Regions from separate parts of the Mus musculus genome. Here region 1 is linked to region 2. A link is a contact called in public Hi-C data. All regions are on one chromosome and are shown on one strand. The core of a region is the stretch at or near the end of the contact, and the rest is flanking DNA. Distances in the headings are between cores, read along the strand shown. Region 1 holds the start of Spred1 (sprouty protein with EVH-1 domain 1, related sequence). Region 2 overlaps Aqr (aquarius).

Evidence for each region. A called contact is a pair of places that touch in the nucleus more often than the background predicts.
Region 1: a contact with region 2 is called in a Hi-C map of CD4 T cells, with 3 times the contacts expected there. The contact joins the promoter of Spred1 here to the enhancer-like site in region 2. A contact is called at or near these places in 2 of 39 promoter capture datasets (hippocampal neurons and liver), 1 of 484 Hi-C or Micro-C datasets (CD4 T cells) and 2 of 115 datasets of contacts at active chromatin or transcription factors (VIP interneurons and large pre-B cells).

Annotation. Positions count from the first base shown.
Region 1 is chr2:117,119,734-117,123,388 of GRCm38.p6, reverse strand. Spred1 (sprouty protein with EVH-1 domain 1, related sequence) reads right to left here and starts at 2,318. Exons shown (of 7, transcript NM_033524.3): 1 at 1,633-2,318. The coding sequence starts at 1,664.
Region 2 is chr2:114,143,817-114,147,229 of GRCm38.p6, reverse strand. Aqr (aquarius) reads left to right here. Exons shown (of 35, transcript NM_009702.3): 13 at 238-341; 14 at 1,500-1,602. Among named protein-coding and RNA genes, the nearest start is that of Mir7002, 5.0 kb to the left of the region's middle. Within about 2 kb of position 2,154, at least 45 of the 459 cell types and tissues checked have an H3K27ac peak or open chromatin away from gene starts, as enhancers often do.

The sequences.
Region 1 (3,655 bases), core at 1,069-3,568, 3.0 Mb before region 2:
AGATCATAAGATTTTTATCCCAGCTGCTTTATTGCAAGATACTAATAAAAGTTCCCGTCATTCCCTTCAGCATTTCCGCAGTTTTTCTCAGCCCAGCATTGAGACAGGGTTCTTGATCTGGCTCAAAATAGATCTAGTCTGCGGAAGGCAGTGACAGTGTACTGCACTGTGAATGGACAGCCAGGTATTTTATGAATGGAGGCGATCACGTGATCCCAGCACCTCCCCGAACTGATATTTCCCACATAACTGTGTCAACATTCTGAGAACTGGGGTAGTTGTTTGTGTGTGCGCGTATGTTCCAAATTTTAATCTAAAACTTCAAATTCTCCTCACTTCCTGAACCCAAAAATCTACACAAGGACAAACAAGCTTCGAGTGGTTTTCTTAGGAAAGCCTTTCAAGTTGTCCAAGGTGATGGATGTTTAATTATTTTTTTTATGAATGAAGTGTGCTATGCAAATGAGGGCGATTCACAAAAAGAGAGAACATGGCGGCCACTTCTGCTTCTAGACTGCACTGACTGCAGCAATCCACCTCCTTCCACACCCGCTCCTCAATGCGTGCTTTTCAAAGGGGGGGGGCGTTGCTCGGCATTTTTCTGCTATTTTATGGTAAACGGGCCTTTAAAGCCTTCTCGAAAAGATCTGACTTGAGGAATGCACTTTATTTAAAGGAATGCATCCTAAGGACTAGACTTCATTTAACTCTTCATAGCCCTCCAAATACAAACAAAAATTGAATTCAATTACAGAAAAAACAGACACCAAAATTCGGCCCCAAATTAACTCTCAACAGGAAACTCTTACAGCCCCATTATTCCTTCAAGAGGCTGCTACATTAAAGCAAAATATTTAAAAGGCACGGTGATTCATTTGGAAAACCTAAGGACAGTCCAAAAAAGCAAAAACTTATGGATCAAGCTCTGATGAAGTCACCAACGCGTTCGGCAATGTAAACCGTACTTTATCACAGACGGAAGCCAAACCCTAGCATTCAAAATTTTTAATTACTCTGTTCTTGATTAAGACGGGTTCAATACTCTCGAAGGTTAAAAAAATAATAATAAAAAAACACAATAGCTCAACATCGCCCACACTCCAGGTGTCCTTAATCCTATTTAATTCTTAAAATGTTTCCCTAACCCTATCTTTTTACTAGAATAGTATAGGTCATAAGTTTAAAAAGTGGGGCGGGGGGCGAAGGCTTAATCGGTATTTAGGAGTCACTGAGTCATCGAATTAGGATTCAAGAGCAGTTTGCGGCTGGAGGTGCTCCCACACATTAGTTTCCGAGCGAAATAGCTGTAGAGGCAGGGTGGCTGGATGTTCAAGGTGTTTGGGGAGGGGGGGCGGGTTTGACGCCGGAGTGAAGGGCAGGCAAAGGGTAGTTTCTACTCCACTTTGAGCTACCCACATTATTACTCTGTCTCGGAGACGTCCGACTGCTACGCCGCCTCTGCACTGCACTCGATACCCTTCCCCAAGCAGAGAGGCGAAAATGCACGAATGAAAAGGGGTGCTGCCATTAAAGAAAATGGCCCGACACATCGGGCATCTATCACCTCCCGGGCGGGACGGGCTGGGGGGAGGGGGCTGCCCCCCGGGCTCAACCAGGCCAGGGCTCGCTTACTCGTTGTCAGAAGTCGCCGTCTCCTCGCTCATCTTTCCCTCACCGTGATCCGATCAGGAGATGGAGGAGCAACAGCAGGCAGGGAAGCAGCGGCAGCGGCGGCACCGAGGGGCGGCGGGCGACGACGGCCGGCGGGGCGCGCGGGCAGCGGCTCGGGGGCCTCACCATGGTGGATGCCTCACTCGGAGCGGTGCCCCGCGAGCCGGGCAGCCCGGCCACCCCCGCAGGGGGGCGGCGGCAGCAAGCGCGGCCGTGGCGACCCCAGCGGTTTGCCGCGCCGAGGTCGAGTGCGAAGCCGAGACGGCGCGGGCGACTGCGGGCGCTGAGGGGGACGCGGCCGGTGGCTGAGGCGGTGCTGCTCTCAGGGGCGCGGCGACGGGCGGGCGGCGGGAGCCGGCGGGGGGCAGCCGAGCGCTGGCTGCGGGAGGCGGCGCGGTCCCGCCGAGGTGCCGCGCACCATCTCCCGCCTGGCCGCCGGCTGCCCGCGCGGCGCGCCTGGTCGGCCCTCAGGGGCTGCCTCGGACGCGCTCCAGCTGAGGGGCCGCAGGCAGGGCGCGAGGCGAGCGTCGGAGCCCGAGGGCACAGTGCCGAGCGGCGGCGACGAGGGCCGAGATCAGCGCTGCTCGGCGGCCCGCTCCTCACGCCCGCGAGAGGGGAGCCGCGAGGGGGGCGGCGGAAGCGCTCACGCCGCCCGCTCCTTCCGCCGCTCGAACCGGGGGCGCCCGCGGGAGAGGCAGGCGAAGTAGTCCCTCGCGACTTCTGGGCCGCCGGGGCTCGCGCGGGTGCGGCTGGGCGGACGTGGGGCGCGGCTGCAAGCCGGAGGCGCGGGGCCTCTGAGGGGTCGGGGGGAAACCTAAAAGCCGCGGCCCGCAGTCGAATCACTGCAGCTCTGGATCGTGGGCAGCATAACAAGTTTCAGGAAAGTAGTTCCCTCCTCCCCTCGCTTCCCAAATCGTCGGGCAGCGGGAGCGGGGCGAGGAGGGTGGCGGAGGGATATGTCGCTGCACTGCATCGCGCGCGTGTGCGTGCGCGCGCTCCAAACTCTTGGCACGCCGAGGAAAGGGGGCGGGGGTGGGAGCTGTGAGCCGAGCTGCTCCGGGACTGGCATTGTTGCGACGCTCAAGTCCCCGTTACTCGGCCTGGGATATCCGGGTTGCCGGGACAAGCGGGCAGCACACCGTGTGCTCGGGGAAGAAATCGGGAGGCCACTCCGTACTGCTCAGTGCGCGTGCACGCGCGCGCGTGTGTTGTGTTTTTCTTGCAAAGAATGGAACTGGCATGAGTTCATCTCTTAGTGGGGGTTACAGGCCAGGACTGCAAAGCGAGCTCCTCCTGCTGTCCCTCTAGTTGCATTGCTGCAGTTCCCTTGCTTCTTGCACAAGGGTAGTTGTGTGCGTGTGATGTGTGTGTGTGTGTGTGTGTGTGTGTGTGTGTGTGTGTGTGTGTGTGTGTGTGTGTGTAGAAAGAGTTGGTTTCAATACCTCGCAGCGCGATCCTCACTGCGCAAACAGCATGCAATGCTGGGCATTCATCTCTGGAAGCACGAGTGCTTGTTAATGGAGAACGGCTTCCATTGAAGCCCGGGGTAGGCGGGTTACATGAATCTGGCGCATCCAGCAGCACAGGAAATAACTCCCGCTGCGAGCGAGGTTGCATAACTATAGCGCAGGAGAAGCCTGTGTGGCACGAACTTTGGCGAACAGAGGCGGAACGGTTGTTGGATAGGCAGCTGTCACGTTTGCATTGTCAGAGGACAATGTATGCAATCATCCCAAAAGATCTTTTTTGCACAAGAACCTTCTAAGGTTGAGGGCTGGAGCCTGGGATCTTTGTGACCGGAGGGCTAGGAACTCCTAGCTCTATAAATTCTATTATCTTGTCTCTAAGAAGTCAGCTTATACACAAGATGGCCTGGGGGACTGACTCCCTAGCGCTCCTAAGTTCCTGTGGCGTCTCCCTAGGCGGTTTTGCGATAGGCTTTTCACTTTGTTCTCAAGTTTACTTAACCCCCGGGGAAGGAAGC
Region 2 (3,413 bases), core at 905-3,404:
GTTCCAAAATAGTTCACATATTAAGAAAAAAAAGCCAGCCCCCAATGAATGTATGTGAAAGTGAAATAATACAGTGTGTTTTATCTGGCCACAATGGCATAAAGCCAGCCAGCAGCAGCAAGAGAAATGAAAGTACGCAAACTCGTGGAGACTAAACAGCACACGGGTAAGCGTATGCGCTGTGTGTGGCCTTGGAGCTCCAGGGGCACAGACATTAACTTGGCTTTGCTTTCCCAGAGGGCTGCCTTCGCACACTTCCCCGAGCTCTATGACTTTGCCCTCTCCAATGTGGCAGAAGTAGATGCCCGAGATTCCTTGGTCAAGTTTTTTGGGCCTCTCAGGTAAGACATGGAAAGAACAGCATTGTCTCCTAGGCTTCGCTGTGGGCTTTTCTTTCTTCTCTGGCGCTGCGGGCTGCGGGCTGGCCCTTTGCTAACCTCACCTGGTGCTCATCTCTAGCAGTTTGGGATTCTTGACTCACTTAAACATAATTACCCATCTTTTTCTCAGGAAGTGATGAAAGGATGTTTAATAACTTAAACATTGTTCTTTGAGTAAAACACTAACCTGGCCAAATCTCACTAGCCATAAACAGCATATAACAGAAACCAGTAAAGCTCATGTTTGATGTTAGAGATATGACCTACAAAAATATTGTGCTCTTAAGATAGATCAATAATAATATCTGTTACATATCTACTAGTCTATTTTTGGGGAACAGTAGTAGTTAGTAGCTTATTTGCTTTTTGTTTTACTCTGTACTTCCACAAGCCGTGGCTCTTCAGAGTCTGCGCAGGCTGCGTTGGTGCCCACTGTGCTGCCTTTGGGTGGCTTTCCTATTGAGTTGTCAGTGCATTACACAGTCAATGTCAAAAGCTGTTTCTTTGGCCTGGAAAAAAACAAAAAAGTCGAAAATAGATTAGCAGTTCTGGTGTTCAGAATAGAAAAGAGGGATTTTAGAGAAAGACAAAACATTTGTGTTGTGAAAGAAAAATGTTACTAATAAAAGGAAAAAAGAAGCATAATTTATTCTTTCACATAGCAAATTATATGCAAAATGCATATTTCACATTATGTTATATTCTTTTTAAAAATGTTTCTTTGAGAGTCTGGTGTTGGTAACTTTTTCAGTAGAAACATTTTCTGTTTCGTTAATGTTGTTCTTAAATGAACCTGGCTTTGGATAGTCTGCATGTGGGAGTGAGGAGGGGCTACAGGAGCTGCTGGGCCTCGGCTGGGTCTGCAGTGGTAGCTTCAGTGGTAGAAGGTCCGTGCTATCTGTCAGTGGATTCAGGTACCATGAAAATACTTTAAATATTTTAGCAGAATTCAAAAATTCTAATTCCTGTTTCTCATTTTTGTTGTTGTTGGGGTTTTGTCCATTTGTTTGTTTTGCTGCCTGTGCGGTAGGGATATCTTCACTTTTTAAGATAATCAATAGGAAAACAGGGTTCAAGAGGAAAGGTGAATGACCTGAATAAATCTTCTCCATTCTGCAGTTCAAACACACTCCACCAGGTGGCATCATACCTCTGCCTCTTGCCAACGCTCCCTAAAAATGAAGACACAACTTTTGATAAAGAGTTTCTTCTAGAATTGCTGGTAAACATTAATATTTAACTGTCTTATAACTTCTCCTGTGGCTTTTCCCACATTTCTGAGTCACTCAGTGATATAAACAGTACTGACTGCTAGAGTTCGGGCTCAGTACTTTGCCTCTTGTGTTTGGAACTAATTAAATTAGGGGTTTGGGGGGCCAGGCCTCAGGCTTGGTTTTTCACGTCTGTGGTTTCTTTTCTCACACCTCTCAAACCTTTAAGCTCCGTTACGGCAGGAAGTCGCTGTGGCACTGAGCAGCTTCTGTGTCACCCTGCACTCATGCTCTGGAGATTCAAAGAGACCACAGCTAGACACAGTGCATGTTAATAACCGTGGCCATGTGTTATTTTAAAGGCAGTTATTCAAAAATTCTGTATTCAGTATCAGGTCATAGCCTTGATACTATAAATTCAGTAACTTAGAAATACAGTAAATGATTTCTAAGTGGCTTAAGAATTCTAAGCAATTCTTCAGTCGTCTTTATTTTCTAAACTAGCTTTTTGTTGTGGTTGTGGTTGGGTGTGGTGACTTTTTACTGTTGTTGCTGTGGCTGTTGTCTGGGTTTTGGGGTGGGGCTTGGCTTACCCTGTACATAGCGCACCACTGCACAGTCGTTCAAATCAGGGAATGAATGGGCTTCTCATGCAGTGGGCTTCTCCTGTTGCCAGGAGGGAGCACGGAGACTCTTCACCTGCACCTTGTGGAGCTCTCAGAAGACTTCTTGGACCTATTAAATTACGTGACTGTTAACTAGGTACATTTTATTAATGTGGAGGTAGACATAGCACAGTGGTAGAGACTGCTTACTTACACAATATAGTGACTACTATACCAGCACCGCAGGACGAAAGAATTCAAGGAATTCCATAACTTCTTAAAAACTCTTTAGTATTGTCTTCATTTCACCTTGTTTGGACATGTAGTCCACTGCGTTGTGTCGGGACACCTCCTTTTCATACAACATTTTCTGAAACAGATGACTATTTATGTCAAATATTTAGCCATGTCACTAACTTATGGCTCCTTAAGTGTTGACAGTTTTCACCTTTACAGATAACGCACGCGCACGAGTGTGTGTGTGTGTGCGCGCGCGCGCGTGTGTGTGCGTGTACACCCATATGTGAACATTTAACCAGAACCAGGAACTGGTTATTTCACCATGTGTGCTTATGGCTGCTGGGTTAACCTCCAAAACCAACACTCTGATGAGCCTGCACTGCCTTCGCACCAGCCTTGGTTTTGCTCAGTCTTCCTGCTTTTCCAGCAAAACAAAACAAAACAAAACAAAAGGATTTAAAGTGTTAGTTTTTCTGTTATAAGATTAAGTAGCTTTTCATCTATTTCAGACATTTTCATTGCTGAGCAAAACAAATAAGAACTAACTAACTAAATAGGCATATGTGTCTGTTGATTTTTCTTCATATTGAACCGTATTAGGCATGCCGTTCCGGGCTTTACTTTCCAAGCTTGTTCTTGTACCCGACAGAGAGCATAATTCCTCCCTGTAGGAAGATGATGGTAATATGCTAAATGTGGAGAGCAGAGACAAAGCATTTGTAACAGGTGTTTAAGGCCCAGTGACAGGTGTCTGAGTGTCATTTGGGGAGCGCTTCAGATTAGTTCCAGAATGGAAACTACTTTTTTCTTTGCATGTTTGCTCTGAGCATGTGCCTTAGATGTCTGTCTTTGCCTGTCCTCCTACAAGTCACTTGTCACTGTCTGTAACTGCAAACGCTTCCTAAAAATTCCCTGAGCTCTTTTCTGACAAGAAAATCTCTTTCAAGTCAGGCTGTTGGTACCAATACGAAGTTTTT